Linked DNA regions of Mus musculus: all the other regions are linked to region 1. The links are chromatin contacts, called in public HiCAR-type and HiChIP or PLAC-seq maps. All regions are on one chromosome and are shown on one strand. Each heading gives the region's core, a stretch centred on a gene start, on an enhancer-like site or on the middle of the called end of the contact. The rest is flanking DNA. Distances are from core to core; before and after follow the strand shown. Region 1 holds the start of Actr10 (ARP10 actin-related protein 10). Region 2 has its middle 22 kb from the start of Tmx1. Region 3 has its middle 24 kb from the start of Tmx1. Region 4 has its middle 14 kb from the start of Gm32219. Region 5 overlaps Gm40436 (a long non-coding RNA gene).

What was found. HiCAR-type assays count read pairs that join an accessible place to other places. HiChIP or PLAC-seq counts read pairs in DNA pulled down with a chosen protein or histone mark.
Region 2: a contact with region 1 is called in an H3K4me3 HiChIP or PLAC-seq map of forebrain, with 6 times the contacts expected there. The contact joins the enhancer-like site here to the promoter of Actr10 in region 1. A contact is called at or near these places in 1 of 39 promoter capture datasets (cranial neural crest), 1 of 484 Hi-C or Micro-C datasets (bone marrow-derived macrophages), 9 of 115 datasets of contacts at active chromatin or transcription factors (bone marrow-derived macrophages, embryonic basal ganglia, embryonic forebrain and 5 more) and 2 of 9 other capture datasets (embryonic stem cells and liver).
Region 3: an H3K4me3 HiChIP or PLAC-seq map of bone marrow-derived macrophages shows a contact between it and region 1, with 12 times the contacts expected there. The contact joins the enhancer-like site here to the promoter of Actr10 in region 1. A contact is called at or near these places in 24 of 39 promoter capture datasets (the 3T3-L1 cell line, 3T3-L1-derived adipocytes, the C10 cell line and 17 more), 1 of 15 datasets of contacts at CTCF or cohesin (the NIH/3T3 cell line), 2 of 484 Hi-C or Micro-C datasets (bone marrow-derived macrophages and liver), 25 of 115 datasets of contacts at active chromatin or transcription factors (the 230-238 cell line, CD8 T cells, DN3 thymocytes and 18 more) and 3 of 9 other capture datasets (adipose tissue, liver and pancreatic islet).
Region 4: a contact with region 1 is called in an H3K4me3 HiChIP or PLAC-seq map of embryonic stem cells, with 33 read pairs. The contact joins the enhancer-like site here to the promoter of Actr10 in region 1. A contact is called at or near these places in 4 of 39 promoter capture datasets (3T3-L1-derived adipocytes, cranial neural crest, frontonasal cranial neural crest and 1 more), 2 of 484 Hi-C or Micro-C datasets (bone marrow-derived macrophages and nephron progenitors), 12 of 115 datasets of contacts at active chromatin or transcription factors (astrocytes, bone marrow-derived macrophages, embryonic basal ganglia and 6 more) and 1 of 9 other capture datasets (pancreatic islet).
Region 5: a contact with region 1 is called in a HiCAR-type map of fibro-adipogenic progenitors, with 5 times the contacts expected there. The contact joins the enhancer-like site here to the promoter of Actr10 in region 1. A contact is called at or near these places in 1 of 39 promoter capture datasets (embryonic stem cells), 10 of 115 datasets of contacts at active chromatin or transcription factors (bone marrow-derived macrophages, craniofacial prominence, embryonic limb bud and 4 more) and 1 of 9 other capture datasets (adipose tissue).

Annotation. Positions count from the first base shown.
Region 1 is chr12:70,936,049-70,939,633 of GRCm38.p6, forward strand. It overlaps Actr10 (ARP10 actin-related protein 10), which reads left to right and starts at 1,809. Exons shown (of 13, transcript NM_019785.2): 1 at 1,809-1,983. The coding sequence starts at 1,907.
Region 2 is chr12:70,429,163-70,432,747 of GRCm38.p6, forward strand. No RefSeq gene overlaps it. Among named protein-coding and RNA genes, the nearest start is that of Tmx1, 22 kb to the right of the region's middle. Within about 2 kb of position 1,554, at least 17 of the 459 cell types and tissues checked have an H3K27ac peak or open chromatin away from gene starts, as enhancers often do. A contact at or near this core is called in forebrain, where this site is marked.
Region 3 is chr12:70,475,296-70,478,880 of GRCm38.p6, forward strand. No RefSeq gene overlaps it. Among named protein-coding and RNA genes, the nearest start is that of Tmx1, 24 kb to the left of the region's middle. Within about 2 kb of position 1,661, at least 53 of the 459 cell types and tissues checked have an H3K27ac peak or open chromatin away from gene starts, as enhancers often do. A contact at or near this core is called in acute myeloid leukemia, adipose tissue, bone marrow-derived macrophages and 1 more, where this site is marked.
Region 4 is chr12:70,547,720-70,551,304 of GRCm38.p6, forward strand. No RefSeq gene overlaps it. Among named protein-coding and RNA genes, the nearest start is that of Gm32219, 14 kb to the left of the region's middle. Within about 2 kb of position 1,797, at least 6 of the 459 cell types and tissues checked have an H3K27ac peak or open chromatin away from gene starts, as enhancers often do. A contact at or near this core is called in embryonic stem cells, where this site is marked.
Region 5 is chr12:70,608,026-70,611,610 of GRCm38.p6, forward strand. All of the region lies in intron 1 of Gm40436 (a long non-coding RNA gene), which reads left to right. Among named protein-coding and RNA genes, the nearest start is that of Gm40436, 19 kb to the left of the region's middle. Within about 2 kb of position 1,601, at least 19 of the 459 cell types and tissues checked have an H3K27ac peak or open chromatin away from gene starts, as enhancers often do. A contact at or near this core is called in fibro-adipogenic progenitors, where this site is marked.

The DNA.
Region 1 (3,585 bases), core at 559-3,058:
TTCTCTTCTCTGAAGAAATTCCTTTGTAATGAGATTATTAGGTGATTTCATGAGCAGTATTTCATAGGTTTGCAGTGAGAAAGGGACTGAGAAGATGAAGATCAAAGGTCACACAGGTTAAGCATGTTTCAGGCTTGAACATAGTTTATTGGCTGTTTTAATGTTCTTGTTTGAACAGTTTCTATTATCTTCAGTTTTCAAATTAAAATGCAAATACATTGTTCACCTCTTTTCGTTTCCATCCTCGCTCTAACCCTTCCTGTGCCACACCTTTGCTCTCTCAAATCGATGGTCTCTGTTTCTTTAATCTCATTACACACACACACACACACACACACACACACACACACACCAGCTTGTGTGTGTCTGTTTATGAATATCATGGTTGGGTAAGACTGGTTTCCCTTCTTTGAAAGCTTGTATGGAGCCTTCTGGTACCATGAAAGCTAGTTCTCAGGGAGGAGGCTTTCTGGTTAGAACCTCTGGGTCCTCTGTCTAAAGTGCATGGTGTCTTAGCAACAACGACTTATCCTCAACCTCTGCAATGCAACTAAGAGCAACAGCAAAGCTTGTTTGGGGAGTTTCTTGGACATCTCTGACAAACTGCTCAAACAGCATCTCCTTGCCCAGTGCTGGGATTTTTGTTAGATGACTGTGAGAAAATGTCTCTTTTGCAGACTGTCTGGACAGTTTTTTCAGTTGGGTCAACATTCTTTGCTTCCAGCCAGCAAGAGAAATAAATCAGGGTTTTTTTTGTTTGTTTGTTTTTTTAATGTACTCTTAAATCTTTCTTTTTAAAAAATACTCCACAAGAGGTTCCATTCAAACATCTGAGATTATTAAGGAATATATTTGTTTTGTGTTCATTCTTTTTTTCTTTCTGCTAAAATAACCACGATATTCTCCTTATTAAATTTTTATTTATTTGTTCTCGATTTCATGTATATGCTTTGATCATATCTTTGCATCTTGCCACCATGACACCTGGTTTCTCCTCTTCTAGAAATCCAATCAATCTCCCCAGCAACAGGCAAGAACTGCTGTCTTAGTAACTATTCTATTTCTGGGAAGAGACAACATGACTAAGACAACTCTTATAAAAGGAATCGTCAATCGGGGACCTGCTTACAGTTTTAGTTAATGATGGGGGGGTGGGGTGGCGGGCAGGCATGGCAATGAAGCAGTAGCTGAGAGCTTTACATCTTAATTGCCAGGCAACAAGGGTCCGGGGTGGGGGTTGGGGGCAGAGGAGGCAGGGAGGAGAGAGCTGCGCCTAGTGTGGGCTTTTTAAACCCCAAAGTCCACTCCCAGTGACACACCTCCTCCAAGGTCAAATCTCCATATCCTTCCAAAACTGTTCCAGTCCTCGGTGACTAAGCATTCAAACAGATGAGCCTAGGCGCGCGGGGGGGGGGGGGGGGGGGGCGTTCGCATGTAAACCACCACAAATACTGCTGTAATTAAGGAGCATTTCCGCCTTCCCAATCCAAGTTTTGAATTTAGATCTTAGGATCCTTTTCTAGAACTGCTTCGGGGAGAGTGAAAGCCAATCTCTTCTGAGCAGACTCTATCTTGTGTGTTCATTGCGGCGACTAAATGTCATGATAAACGACCAACACAGAACTGGAGAATGAGAAAGCGATCTCAAGTTCCTGCCTCCCCTCCTAAGCCGCTAAAAATCCTTACTACGCCGCGCAGGCGCCCCCGGCCGCTGAGCGAGAGGACCCGGGAGGCTCCGCCCCTCTAAGGTGTCCGGCGCGCCTGACCGCCTCGGCCTCCGCGACGTCAGGCCTCTCCTTGGCCAGCCCGGGTCCTCGGCTTTGTGAGGACCCCGCCCCGCCCCCGCGCTGAGGCAGCCCCCCCGCCGGGCGGACCACTTCACCCTCTCTACGTCGGTCTCTCAAAGATGCCGCTCTACGAGGGCCTTGGGAGCGGCGGCGAGAAGACAGCAGTCGTGATCGACCTAGGAGAAGCTTTCACCAAGTGAGTGGCCATGGGCGGCTGTGGGCCCGAGGGACGTGCCGGTGGTCCCGGACTGGCAACCGTCTTTAGGCCCGCTGGGCACCCGGGACCTTCCCCCGGCGATCCCGCGAATGCTAGCTCACATCGTTGCCTTAAGGCAAAGCTCAGTCCACACTCAGTGATGAATGTGTTGTCAGGGAGGACTCTCTTGGGCAATGCGAACCTGTAGGATCTGGTGGCCTGAGTGGGATCTGGACTCCTAGAGAAGCCCAGGAAGCTCGGGGAACGGTGTCCCCCACCCCACCCCCGTCTAAGGTGATCAGGGGCCATCACTTTAACTTTTGACAGCGATGACCCAGATTGTGCTTGCCTCTGGCTGGGTCAGATTGGAAGGAAACCATCGAATTGTAACGCTTGCTGACTCTTTCCACCATAAAACATTTATGGGATGGAGCCCCATTGGTTCTGGAAATAGATTGTTCTCCAGGAGTGTAGGAAATCAGCTATGGAGCCCTGGCACATGAAGACAGGAAGCCGCATAGAAATGAGACGGGAAATTGTTGGTTACCTTATAATACTCTTAGACCCACATTTTGCACTTTAAAAAAGCAGTTTGTAAGCACGGGAGTAGTGGTCCTCGAAGTGGCAGTCAAAGGTAGAGATAGCAAAACACAAATTCACAAGCCTTGGAACATCTGGACAGTATGAGAGGATGCTGGACGGTTTTAAGTTCTTTGGACCATCCATTTAAGAGTCCTTGTATTGGACTCAAGAACAACACAGAATTACATGACATATATGTATATATAAAGTGATGTTGTGTATGAAATACATATTAGGCTCCAGAAAGCTGAGAGTTCCATCATATATACATATTATGTGTTTGAGGTGAAGTTATATATGAAACAGATGTGTGGATTATTTTTGCATATTTTAAACACTTCCTAACCTGTAATAGATGTTAAGCAACTATTAAATAAATGGTCATAAGAACAGACTTAAAAATTGGTCCTTAGAAGCTACAGAATTGGATTAAACATAGTTCTTGATTATCCTCTCCTTCTCTGACTCTCCCATATTCATCTTACTTTTTTAAAAAACATTAATATAATAAGTAGAGATTACTACCTGAAAATAATTATTGTGGCTATACATTGAAAATATAAATTATTATATAGGGATGTGATTGAAGACAGAAGGACATAAAAGTTTTCAAAGGCAGAACTTAAGCTACATCATTACAAAGTCCTTGAGGACTTTGAGGAGCACTGAATATAAGTAACATTGAAGTGAAAATGGAGAGAGATGTCTAGGCACAGGGGAACAGTGCCCAGGCGGGGGAAGAAAAAAAAAAAAGGTGTGATTTCCAATATGGTCATTTTAGCAACCTTTTTTCCAGCACAAAAGAAATGTGGCACTGACTACTAATTTTTCTCTTTTTCTTTTTCTTTTCTTTTCTCTTTTTGTTTTTTTTTTCTTTTTGAAATAGTGTCCAGTGTGGCCCAAGCTGCCCCAAACTTCTAGTCCTAGTGCCTCTGCCCTCCTGAGTGCTGGCATTGTTCATGTGCCTACTGTGCTTGGCTTAAACCAAGACCCACAAGTTGTCTTCTCCCCTTCCTATGT
Region 2 (3,585 bases), core at 304-2,803, 510 kb before region 1:
ACACAGTGAGTTCCAGGACAGCAGGACTACATAGTGAGACACTGTTTAGAAGACAAGAACAACAAAAACACCACAAATGCACACATAAAACGAAACAGAACAAAAAAACCCTCCTCTTCTTTTGGTTCTTTTGCTAAAACTGTACCCATTCTGTTAAAATGGAACTGCCATTTCTGATGGAGAGGTGACGGCTCTTGACACTTATTAGGTAATCAAAGCACAGCTATTTCTCAGCAGGAAAACAAAGGGCTTAGGAGATACATAGAAAAGGAGAAAGGGTCTGAGAAGTTTACACATCTCTTTTGTCCGAGGAAGAGCAAGAGGAAACATAAGAGTAAGTAAACTTAAGAAACCAGTAAACCAACCAATGAGCCAGAGAACCAGCCTAAGACAGTGCCTGAGTCATGTAGTACTATAAAAACCTGCACGAATTAGAACCTCTTACATGTATGTATGGAACCCAAGACCTTGTATGCTAAGTTTAAACATTAATTAAACAACAATATGTAAAGCCAGATACATATGCACACGAAAGAAAACATTCTAGATCACCTTGCCTCACATTTATAAAATAGTCCCAGCCCACATTGCTTTCAAAAATCTCTCCCCTCCCCCCCATATATCGCAGTTATTAATTGCTATGTAGGAAATAAAGAGAAACGCCCTTTATTATCATGAATGCCTTCTGTCAGCTGGATGTCTTCTTAGTGTATGATATGGTTATTTGAAGACAAGCACCTTGGACTTAGAAATATGTTTTCTAAACAGTTCTGGTATTTTATTTTACACATTTAAATTGAGATCGACAAAATTCTCTCCCATCACACTGTTGCATGGGATTTTAAATGTAGGGATTAGAGAGGCATCATGGGAAAATTGGCTTTGGTTGAATAATTATCTATTTAGAAATATCAGTGCAATGGAAATGAGTGTTAGGAGAATGGTTAAATGTGGTTAGAAAGATGAGAGGACAGGCTGGCTTACTTATATGGCCGCAAGTCCTTTATAAACTCTCCATTCCATAGAATGCCAAGTATCAAACTCATTAATTTTTCATTGGCACTGAAAATATTATATCAGATCTGAAGCTAATATATGCCTGACACCAAACCATGACAAGGTGATACTCCCTTTTGAAAATAAAATGTGCCCCATGTCTGGACCTACAGAGATGGATCACTCATGACTCAGAGTCCAACAGCTCTGATCTGGATCCAGTCCCTATTTACTGATGCCCTGGGCATGTTGCACATCCTCTTCAGAGCTCAGTCTCCTCTTCTGGATAATGGAGATTGCCTATCGAGCTACTGTGTGGAATAATCACCCCGAGGCGTTGGCCCCTCTTAGTCTGCACTGTGTACCTAACAGACTTAACATAAACCTCTGTGCTCTGGCTGTTGTTATTCATATCGTAACTATGGTACAGACAGGAGACTCTCTGCTCATACCAGGGTCACTACTGAAATGACAAGTGCGTCTATGACATCTGTAATGTGATTTTAAAATCCGTTTAAAACCCTTCCTTAATGAAGCCCTTAAAACTAAGTGCAATAAGAAGGCCATCCTCTGCCCCCTAGTGGCTCCACATAATTAGCCAAGACAACAAGCAAAACGTTACAGTTATTATAAACAAAGGAATATTGTGTAGGTTTTTTGGAAAGAAACAATGTATTCATGATAAGATTCCTTAATTCCAGACACTGAACCACGATTACAACTTTTCTTTCTGGTATCCTATTGGTCCCATTCCATGGTTGTATTTAAATGTTGTCACCATCTCCAGAGTGATGAGGGATCTTTACAGCTTACAGGCCACATCTAACTAAGTTCCTTAGCTTCTTCACAGTAGGAAGTGAAATATCAACGCAGGATTATATTCTCTAAGTTTTCAAAATACAAATAGAAAAGATACTGATTTTTTTTTTAAACGTATGACTCCAGCAAGGGCTGAAGCAAGTTTATTTTTTCCCATGCTGCCTTTATACCATACAAAGTACATGCAGAAAGTAGGGTCAGTTCTAGGCCAAGGAACAAACAAAGCATAAACAAAAGTCCTGTGATCACTGAAGATACTGATTTTTTTTTAATAAGCAGAGTGTTCGTGAACCTCTCTTTATCTCTTAACCTTGGGGGTGGGGCAAGCCTGTGCTTATTATTCTTTAAAGTAAATATGTATTCCTAAAAGAATGATAGAATAGGTCACCAGAGAATCAAGAACAGTGTTTAGACAGAGAAGACAAGGCAGATAGATGTGTTGGGATTCTCCAGAACCTCTCTCTCTCTCTCTCTCTCTCTCTCTCTCTCTCTCTCTCTGTGTGTGTGTGTGTGTGTGTGTGTGTGTGTGGCAGTGGGGCGTGTATGTGTGAGAGAGAGCAGGGAGGATCGAGAGAAAGAGGAGAGGAGAGAGACAGATTGATTGAGATTTGCTGTAGAGAGCTGGCTGTCAGCCATGGAGACTGGCACGTCCCAGCAGGGTAAAAGGGTGCTTGGCAAGCTAAGGAGAGTGAAGAGACTAGGTTAGCTTCATTCCCAGTCAAAGCCTGAGATGCCAGAGATCTGACAACACAACTCCAGTGTGAGATTGGCAGGTGTGAGCCCCGGGAAAGCTGGTGCTTCCATTCACATCCAAGGCAGGAAAGAGTCTGTGGTCTACTTCGAAGGTTATTGGCAGGAAGATTTCTATCCTCTTCAGCCCCTTTTGTTCTATCTAGGCCATCAGGATGAGGCCACGAGACGTGGAGGGCAGTGTTCTTTACCCAGTCACTTAAGGGTTAATCTCAAGAAAGACGACTTTCAAAGTCTTATCAAAGTGCTCAGGGATGGAGCACTTGCCTCCCTCACATAAGGTGCTGGGTTCAATCTCCAGTGCACTAAACATGAAGTTAATCCCATTGAAGACACCTGTAGTATCTACCCATGGATCTGGATACCCATCAAGTTGGCTAAATAGTCCATTGTCGTATCATATGGTGTGTGGTGTCAGGTTCTGGATCGTTCTAGTAGCCCACTGTGATTGGGCAGTGAGGTAAGGGAGGTCAATAGGAAGGCGGCGATTCCCACAAGCTTTGAGTGTATGTCTGGATGTCCATCTGTGGAACCCCTAAAGGTCTCTACAAAGAAAATGAAATTATGACAGTTGAAAATCCCAATGTGGACTTAAGCTACCACTCATTACATACCTTCTCAGCACCTGTATTAGTCAGCCTTCTCCAGAGGGACAAAATGTAGAGAATGAATCCCTCTTTCCGTGTGTGTGTGTGTGTGTGTGTGTGTGTGTAAATTTACTAGAATGACTTACAGCTGTGATCCAGCTAATCAAATAATGGCCAGCTGTAAACAGAAAGTCCAGTCAATTTTATCACTAAAGTCATTGTTGCCCTTCACTGTATTCTGAGATGCTAGAAGCTGGTTAAATTTGTCGTGAAGAGCATCTCTGGTCTTTGTCAAGTTATCCAAAGATGCTAAGAGCAACCAACCAGCACCATCATTTTCCTTATTTTTCCTCAAACAGCCAAAAGTTTCACACACAGGGTCACCAAATCCATTGCTGCACTGCCTGCCCCTCGCAGTTGCTGAATTAGCATG
Region 3 (3,585 bases), core at 411-2,910, 460 kb before region 1:
TCCAATTGATAAAGTCTTCTTTTAGGGAAAATTTAAAATATGAGGTGTTATAAGTGCATAAATGCTGGGGTTTTTACTTCTATGTATACCTTCTATAAAATTAGCCCTTAAGTGTTTTATTCTGGTATGTCCCGCCTGTGGCCTGTGGGTCACATGTGTCCCAGGATAGCTATGAATGTGTCTCAACATTTGTAGATAGCAGTGTGACGTGATTGAACACACATGTAGAGAGTGACTTTCCTCAAGGCAGGAGAAAATTGTAAAGAAAATTCTTGACAGCTGCCTTCTGAAGAAATTTAGGTATAACAGAGGGCAATTTGGTAAAAATAATTAACGGGATTAATTAATTAAACAAAAATAATTTTGTTTAATCTGGGAAAAGGTACATTTGTAATTAGCTTTCTTGCTGAGGGAAGATTGATATTAGGAAAACTTTCATTCATTTGGCAAGATGCAAGCCTTGTTTATTTGTATAGACCAGCAGAGTCGGGGTTTTGAATTATGTATGATCTAGCCGTCAGTATGGCTTGAGTCCCCTTAATTTGTGTGGAGTTTTACATATGTTTATTTATGGTCATGTATTTTTCTAGCACTCATCTTTCCTTGGTCCTAGGGTCCTGTGCTGGCTACTTTTATGTCAACTTGACACAAGCTAGAGTCATCAGGGGAGGGAGTCTCAATTGAGAAAATGGCTTTATCAGATCCTACTGTAGGGCATTCTCTTAGTGATTGGTGGAGGAGGACCCAGCCCATTGTGGGTGATGCCATCCCTGGGCTGGTGGTCCTGGGTTCTATAAGCAAGCAGGCTGAGCAAGGTATATGAAGCAAGCCAGTAAGCAGCATTCCGTTTTGAGTTCCTGTTCTGACACTCCTCCAGGGATGAGCAGTGAAGTGTAAGCCAGATAAATAAACCCTTTACTCCACAGTTTGCTTTTGGTCATTTTTTTTTTAATTATAGCAATATTAACCCTAACTAAGACAGGTCCTTCTGGCTGGGTTTATTGTACAATACACAAGGTGGGTTAGTGGGTGTTAGAGTTTGCTGTTTAAGAGAATGTTTCAGGAAAAACTTTTTTTCCTTAGAGAGTTCATCCTAAGGAAAACTGAAAGCAGTAGATGGAAGTGATGTGCCCTGGGAGTCCGCATGCTGAGGGAGCACACGTAATGGTCTTGATGTGTCACCCTCTCTGGTGTGTTAACTTGAGTCTGTTTCACTTTACAGTAAAATTCTCCATCTCTTTGTCATTCTCTCTTTCTCCCTCCCTCCCTCCCTCTCTCCCTCTGTTTCTCTGTCTTTGTCTCTGTCTGTCTGTCTGTCTGTCTGTCTGTCTGTCTGTCTGTCTCGGTATGAGTGTGTGTGTGTGTGTGTGTGTGTGTGTGTGTGTGTGTGTGTGTGTGTGTTAGTGTATATGTGTGTATATTATACTTAGGAAGTGTCTTTCATCATAGAAGGAGCCCTCTGACTCAATTACCCTCAGATCTTTGCCTGGTCCCTTGAAAACCACATTTAGTGTGCTATGCTTCGTGGCTGTCCCCAGCTGCTATTTATTGTTTGTTTGCTTGTTTGTTTGTTTTTTTCCCCCAAGGCAATAAGGAACTTGGGCACTGACTAACTAAACGCTAACTCCATAGTTCCTGTTTTGTTTTTCTTCAGGGAAATAGCTAACCTCGATGACAAGCAGGCATTACTGTCAGGACAGGAAGCCCTGGGCACCTGGAGGCGGAGCTCAGTGCTAGAGTTTGCCCAGCACCTGGCCAACACCACAGGAAAGGAAGAAAAACTGAACAAGGAGAAGAAGCAAAGCTTCGCACTTCAGGCACAGAGCGCCTGGGCGTGGCTGCGGAGAGCAGACAGGCAGCTTGCGCTGTTCAGATCGAGCAGCAGAAAGGATAACTGATACTTCGTGCTTCTCTTGGATTCCACTCAAAACAAATGGGCACACTGTCTACTATTTAACTCGGGAAATCTCTCCAGGGAGAAAACGCAGCATAAATAAAGTTTTCAAACTAGATCAAAATGTCCTTTTTCATCATTGTTGATCCCCAGTGACAGGCTGCTTTAGGGAGCACAAGAAGGCAGGGGGCAGTGCTGAGGTGTCTGTTTGTTTGGGTGGCAAATAAATAAATAATTAAAATAAAAGTACAACTTGACTTACTTCCTAAGTTTTCTCTCCCTGACCGTAGAAAGCCCTCTTGGCCCGTGTTCTCAGTCCCACACCGGAATCTGGAACAGTTTTTTCATAATGGAGTAGAATTGTCAGATTCAGTCTGCCGTAGTAATGGATATTTTGTGGGTTTTGTGAGTACTCCCACTGATTGGCTCTAAGGGATAGCCTGTATCACTTTCTTCGCTTGAGCCTCCATGATCCCTCTCTACAGTCCCTGAGACAAGGGTGAGTGAGCAAGTAGGTCATGTGGAAGTGATCCCATTAAGCTAGGCTGAGAGCGCAAAGGAGCAGAACGGGCCCCAGGGGGCAGTACTGAGATCTATTGCCGAGTTGGTTTCTGTGTGGCTGACAACTACTCAGTTATTGATGGGAGATAGTCTTCCAGTTTTTCTCAGAACTGTTTGCCTGGGAAACAAGGCTGGAAAATATTTAGATGTTGTGTTCTGCCTCCTGTTGGCTAACCTTAGCCATTGCAGGCACCGAGTACAAGAAGTGGAACCAAAACGATCTATGGAAAGTCTTGGTGGTGGATAACAGATGCCCCACAAAATGCGGCGACGTTAATGTGAGTCCGATGAATTCTGAGCGCACAGTATGCCTTCGGTGACTATTTACTGCACCGGAAGCTATATATCTGTGAAGAAAGAAACCACTCATTATCATCCCCGTTTTCACAGATCTGCCAAGGATACGTGGGCTAGGTTTTATTTTCTGATACTTTAACAAGATATTATTCTACTGACTGGAGATAGCTTTCAGCACTCTTCCGACATGATTTATGCAGCAGTATCTGAAGGTTTCAATCAAGGAATAACAAAAAAGGTATTTCACCTTATCATTCCCTAAAGACTGGAAGTACTCGGAAGCGTTCAACTCCGAGGTTCCAGTTATCTTGAAATATGTATTGGTTCACAAACTAGACTTGTTAAAAAGAACACAGAGAGTCCCCTGTGTACTTAATCAGCATCCCCTCTTATTAGTATGTATTCAACAGATCGATAAGGAGATGACCACTGATACCATACTATTAATCCACCATTAAATCTTACTCGGATTTTTAACAGGTTTCCCGGTAAAGTGCCGAGATTCTGCAAGACCAGCCTTCCTGGGTGTTTCATGGCCTTAATGTATTTGAAGGTCACTGTCTGTTGCTTCAGAGATTCTCAGTCTGCTGCGGTTTGTGAGGTATTGGGGTATTTTCTTATGATTAGAATGAGATTAGACTTTTTTTTTTCTTTTTGCAAGTATACCAGAGAGGTCCACTTGTGCCTTGTTCCTGGGAGTGAGATGTGGGAATACCTGCTTTCAGAGTGTCTTAGCACAGGATGGTGCTTCCCTTGGTCTCTGACACGGTTGTGTCCGACCTCTGGGCTCTAAGGCGCCTGTGCTTTCTTCTGTAACCAGTGGGTGCTTCGGA
Region 4 (3,585 bases), core at 547-3,046, 390 kb before region 1:
ATAATCTGCTCAGAGGTGGAAGGGTGGGCCAGGGGGATGGGATGGAGGGAGGAACCTGCTCTTTGTCAAGCAATGCTTTGGAGCAGTCACGTGGGTCTTGAGAAGCAGATGGTCAATGAAGATGCTCTAAGCCTGGCTCTTCAGGCACAAAATAGGTACAAAATCCATGTCAACCAAAATAAGTGGCTGTGTGTCCATGTGTCATCCTTACAGATGCCCTGGTGTCCTCTTTATAGAAGTAACTTGGGTCTCTGAATGGTTAACTAACTCCCCTAGTTTGCAAAGTGACTGATCGCATACAGAATTCAAATCCCACTCTCTTTTCCCTGCTGATGTTTTAGGGACCTTGACACTTAAGAAGAAGAACAAAGATGGGGCAGGGGGTATAGTGCCTTAGTAGAGACCTGGCATTGCCAAGGTCCTGAGTTCAACTGCTAGTACTAGGAAACAACAACAACAATGACAAAAAGAAACCAAAGTCCAAGTGAGGACAAGCCTTTGATGATGAATTCTGAAGGGTCACTTTTGGAATCTGAAGGTGTGGATAGAGTGCTTGCTACCATCAATCTTCCTAATGCTGGGGCCATTTAACACAGTTCCTCTTGTTGTGGTGACCCCCAACCATAAAATTATTTTTGTTGCTATGTCATTACTATAATTTTTCTACTTGTATGAACCATAATATAAACATCTGTGTTTTCTGATGGTCTTAGGTGACCCCTGTGAAAGGGCCATTTGAACCCCAAAGGGGTCATGACCCACAGGCTGAGAACCATTGCACAAAGCAATGGATTCCATACGAAGTACCTTATAAACTAGAGGGGGAGGCACATGCCCATAACCACAGCCCTCAGGAGGTGGAGGCAGGAGGATCGTCCTCAGATACAGAGTGAGTTCCAGCCAACCTGAGATACACGTTAGACTCTGCCTCAGTATAATGAGGAAGAATAGGGGTTTCTCCCTGTGTTTGTTTCCATGCATCCTGATAGAAGCCATCAGTGTCTGGTGCATGGTCCTGGTTCTGCCTTTCTCTCTAATTCCTTACACACAGAGCAGCAGAGCAGCAGTGCACACTGCTCTGTTCTTGAGGTATGTGCACGTCTTATTGAGGTTCCTAACAAAAGAACTCAACTTTGCTGCTTCGGTTCTCCAACTTCTCCCCTCCCTGACCCTTATTTATACATATATATATATATGTGTGTGTATATATATATGTATATGTATATATATATATATGTATGTATATATATATTCTAAAAGGATCAGAGATGAACCATTGATCCATTTGTTTGGAAAAATATGCAGCCTGCTGAGTCCACATCACCTTCAAGTGCTTTTGGTATTCAGAGACATAAAATCTTATTATTTGAGTTTGTTCAAAGAGGCATCCAGAACATGTCCAGGCAAGGCCTGGGGTGGGCTGATCTCGTGTGGCTGCTGGCTCCACGCGGGGGGGGGGGGGGGGGTTGGGGGGAATCACAGGACATCATGGCTGCATCTCACCGCCAGCTTTCAGGAACTAAGCCTGAACTTCTGGGGCCTGGCTGGAACCCACCCGCCATCACTGCCAAGCAGGAGCTGTGCCCCCACGGGCCGTCTGCAGAGGTAGCTATTGGCGGGCATTGAGAGCAAGCCAGTGGCTTAAGCCAGCTTTTGCTGGTAGCGTGGGCTGCCGGCAATAAAGCCCGAGTCCAGAGGACACTGGTGAAGTCACCCCCACCCCACAGCCTCCTTCAGCCACACAGCTGCACTAGATCTAATTGGATTTAGTCTGATCATCTTCGAAGCACAGCATGAGCTGGGCCATCAGTCCCAGCCAACCCGGAAGAAAACCAGGACAGGAAGGGACCCACCCAAGGTTACACTGAATCACTAGCATTTAAAACTGGAAGCACAGCTTCCATATTGCTATAGAAACGCATTTAAATGAATAAAAGCAATTGGGCACTGTTTAAATTACACCACTCCTTTCTGGGGCTAGATCATTATAATGCAAGTGCAAACAAATTAATACTTTCCTGCTTTTCCTTTTGGAGGGGAAGAAAGCAACAAGGTACCAAGGCTAACCACTTGACTGCGTGGTATTTCAAGAGTTCCTACTGTCTTAAAGAATCTGCAGGTGTTACATGTTGGCACTTTTGAAACACTAACCCCCTGAATCTTTGCTATTGTAATTTCTAAAATTTTTACAAATACATTTATGGGGAAAAAAGCCTGTTATTCAAAACTTAGAAATTCTCATATAAAGGGCTGGGGTGATGTAGTGCTTGCCACATAAGCACTGTAATCTGAGTTCATAGCCCCAAGCACCCACAAAAAGGACAGGACAGGCCTGTAACCCATGACCTCAGTCCCTGTAACCTCAGAGCTGGCTGGGCAGAGACGAGCAGACCTCTGGGGCTAGCTGACCATCTGGGCTAGCTGAAACAGACCATCCCAAAAGACAAGGAGAAAAGCAATAAGGAAAATGCTCAACGTCACCCTCTGTACCACAAATGAGTGTCCCTGTACATATGCACACATACACATATACATGCACACGTACATGCACATGCACACGCACACAAATTCATTTCTAAAAATATAGGAAACAAATGCCATTTTGAGTGACAATTGAATAACTTTTAATATTTCCATACTTCTTCAGTCTCTCTTCTATGAATATATATTAATATATATTAAATATATATATTTCTTTAAACAAAAATAGGATTTATTTATTGTACAGTTTGGAGAGCTAAGGTTTTTGATTGCACATTCCATTTCTAGAATATTAAGATCCCAAACACATTCTTCTGAAATGCAGTGAAGAAATGAAGATGCCATTCATCATTCATTTATGGCACCATGATGTTTGAGTGACGCACAGGATGGACTACAGTTGACTAGCATTCCCATCACCCCACACTCAGAGAGGAAGAAGGGGTAGACACTCCCCTAACTTCCCGAGAGCTGGCCTTCATCCCCATCCTCACAGGCTTCTGTTCTCAGTAGCCGTAGGCAGTTCTCCCCTTGGCTCTTTCCATCTGGTGCCAGGTCACTGGCTTCCTTCTTTAAAAACTCATCACTCCAATCATGTCTTCTCTTTGGACATCCATATCTATTGAAATACCACCTTTTTCTCAGAAGCATCTAAATACAATCAAATGTCTCCCATGATGCATTTTCTCTTGATCTCTAGTCACTGTCCATAATCCACCTTCAAAAAATATTCTTGTTTGACAGGGGGAGCATACTTATGAGTGGAAATGTAGAATTTTGGTATATGTATGTGATGTGTAATGATCAGACTGGGGTAAGCAATGTATGTCATGTAAGATATCGTCTTAGTTAGGGTTCCCATTGCTGTGAACAGACACCATGACCAAGGCAACTCTTATAAAGGCAACTTGTAATTGGGACTGGCTTAAAGGTTCAGAAGTTCAGCCCATCATCATCAGTTATCATCAAGGCGGAAGCATGGCAGCATCTGGGCAGGCATAGTACAAGAGGAGCTGAGAGTTCTACATCTTCATCTGAAGGCCACTAGGAGAAAACTGGCTTCCAGGCAGGTAGGACGAGGGTATTAAAGCCCACACCCATAGT
Region 5 (3,585 bases), core at 351-2,850, 330 kb before region 1:
AATCTGAGGGGTTTGTGGCTATGAATAGCTGGGACTTCTTCATATGCCAAAAGAAACATGCATTCTCTGTGTTAATAACATATCAAATATATTATTTAAATGTCTTTATTTTTAACTTCCTAGTTTATTGGGAATTCAAAAGTGGCCTTAAGAAGTCCCCTCTTATCATCTCCTTTCTTATGCTTCCAGTGTTTTCTTAATATAGTTCGAGATGATTCATTTTTTAAAGTGTTAATTTTCTATTTAATGCCAATTACTTTGACAGCATGTAGCTGATGATAATACGGCCACCTGCTTTCTTCTTGTGTATTTTTTTCCTTTAGTCATCCTTTTATTTTTAACTGTTCTGAATCATACAAATATACATGTCCACACAAACATGTCTGCCTTGGTTGGTGATAGTGATAGAGCCATATACGTGTGCAAGTGTAAATGTTTTATGAATATTTATACTTGGACCTGTGTCCAAATCTCTGGGATTGATGGACCCTAATTCAGTCATCATGTAGCCCTCTCCAAGCCTGTTGGTTTCTTCCTGTTTCCTGTGCTGTTTCTGGGTGGCTGTGTGATTTCCTGTTCTGTTAGACGTGGCTGCATGGTTCCCTTCCTTTGTAGCCAGGTGCTCTTCGGCCTGAGTTCTAGCTAACAAGGTGCAGTGAGAATAAAGTTGTCATTTCTACGCTCTCCTCTTTGCTCTCTCTGGCTGTGTGTCAATGGCAAGGCAGCCTTGCAAATCACAGGCAAAGGCAGAGCTTGCATCCGTCTGACATCCCTGCATCACCGTGAGAAGCAGAGCCTCTTAGCTACTGATCACATTCGATGAGAGACTTGGGCAATGCTGCTTGCCACTATCAGCCGCTACTCAGCTGTCATGCCTCAGCAGCTAATGTAAACCAGCACAAGAAAAGTCAGGGAAGTGGGTCCTGAGATAACAAAAACACAATGAGACAGTGCACTATGGTCCTAACAACTGGGACCTGGGCAGCCAGGAGTTGATACTGAAGAGCAAGGGATGAAGACCCATTGTTCACAGGAACAGAATGGGAAACTGCTATCAAGGACCACTTCATGGCAGAGAGGATACACACTGTGCTCACAGTTCTTTGGGGAGAGTGGGGCGAAAGAGGTTTGTACTATATGCATGTGGATAGGGCTGCCCTGGGCAAAGTTTTAGGAAGGGCTCCAGCAGGAACTGCCTGCAAGCAGAAACGAAACAAAACAGGATTCAAAAGTTTGGAACTTGGGCAGCAAGGAAGTTGACCAGCCCCAGATCTCAAGCAACAGGAAAGTGAGTTGGAGGTGGGGTGGGCGGGGCGAGTGAGCCTTTGAGACCTTATAGACCTCTGAGACTCTGTTCCGAAGCAGACTACATATGGGAATGGCCTTCTCCCCCAGGCTGCTCCAGTAACCAGTGACCAGTTGAAAGAGAACAAAAGTGGCTGAGAGAGAAAAAAGAGAATTAGATCAAGAATTATGTCTAGGCTCAGGGCACAGGAACTTTCTGGAAGCAAATTTCTTAGAAGCTATCAAGAGTTTGGCTTGAACTGTGCAGTCTGAGGGCTTTGTTGCTCTTGGAAACCTCCCTGACCTCATCACAAATGTGACATGTTTGTGTCACGATATAACGGCCTGGGAAGAATGGCTGAAGACACTCCTGCCACATTCTTGGCTGAGTTGCTGCATGAGAAGTCAAGTTCTGAGTATCAGTTGTCTAAACCCCTGGGGGACCCCACAGCATGGGGCAGCCTACTCTCATGTGCTTCTTTTTGCTCTTGTCTGAACCAGAACCTGACTGTGTGCTTGTGTGACTGCTAGTAGGGAAACATAAACAACATTTGTACAATTCAGAGAGGGCACCAATGACAGATCAAAGAAACTCATCTACCCATGTCTGCCTTAGTGAACCCATAAGTTTGTTGGGGTCACTTATGAGCATATGTGTGAGACATTGTTAATAGCGTGGATAACTCAAAGGTGGCTATGTCACTGAGATGCCTACCCTAGCATAGATGACAAACTCAAAAGCTGTGACCCTGGAGGTCCTCCCACATCTAGGAAGGAACCTCAGCAAGGTTGGGGAGTTTCCTTTTCCCAGTTGTATCTAACCTGGACATAGAAGGGGGTGAGGCTTGCAAAGCTTGTAAATTTAGGTACTTCCTGAGACTTGGAAGTTGTTACTTCCTGAGTTTTAAGGAGTCTCTCTCTGGGCTAGAAAATTTCAATTCATAGGAAGTTGCTATACCATGTGTGAGGTTCTAAATAGTAAGGCTGATCTGCAACAGGAAACAGGTGCCAAGGTAACCTGCCCCATCCATCCCAGAGTTCTCCGTCACCCCTAAACCTTACTCCCCCCAGATACCCCTCACTTCTTTCTCCCTCTTTTCTTCGTTCTTATTTGAAGACCTGGTCTTGCTCTATAGTCCTGGGTGGCCCTGAACTTGCAGTAATGCCCCACTTCCACCTCTGAATGTTGGAGTTACCTACATGCCCAGCCTCCCTTTACTTTATGAAGACATTTCTAAATTGTGTGGAGATGTAGTTTATGTGTCATGATATAACTCCTTCATTATGGCTCTACATGATCACAACAAAGCTGAAATTGTGTCCTGACTTTAAGGTCTGTTGACATATATAGTTCTGTTTGTTATTGTACTAAATGGCCTTTGGAATTATTTTCCCTCACTTAGCATTAGCTGCAGTGATTTACTGAGCACTCGTTATATAATATGCGAAGGACGACAAGTGCTATTTAAGGAGTTATATTTGCACTCTTCTGTCTTCCATGCTATACTTAGAACAAAACTTAACATATAACTGATTAAAGATTCATAAATTAAAAAGTACATAGAAAAAATCAATGGGTGTAAATAAAAACATCTGTGAAGGGGATGTGGGGAACCCACTCAATGAAAGTGGTCTGGAAAGAATTACCCAAGGGTAACTCACACTGAACCAGCTGTTATAATAAAATAGATTGGTAAGAGTGAAAAAGAGTCCCATGCGTGAATCTTTTCACTTCATATTTGGGCAGTATTTTCAGAGATTATGTGATATTGAGCAGACAGATAAGTTTTTTATTCCATTTTTGCACTATAATGGGAGGTAGCTCAACCCCTCTGGAAAGAATAGTCATTCCATGGAATAAGAGGTCATTAATATAACACTAGTATTTCCTTCTGGGATCATGGTAATTCTTTTGCCGGTCTTTTAAAGTTGGCACGACCATGTGATTTGCCACATTGAAGAAGACAAGAGCAGAAGTAGTATGCCTTATAGCAATTTTGGAGGAAAAGATAGCTGTGTTTCCCTTCTTGTATTCTGAAAGACCAACATCTAAGCAGCACAGAAGAAATATGAACATAGACCATCCATGACACTGGGTAACAGAAGGGCCTCCCAAGTGCACACATGGATGCAGATAGACTACGTGTTTAGTAAGTCTGTGCTCCTGAGTTTCTTTCTGCAAGACGTCTTAAGAGCAGGAGTACATAAGAGAAAGCACCAATAGAGTCGTGTCCTGGGCCTGTGCTATGAGGGAAGAGGAACTCTTGGGTCCCCTGGAGTGGGAATTAAGAAGCAGATATA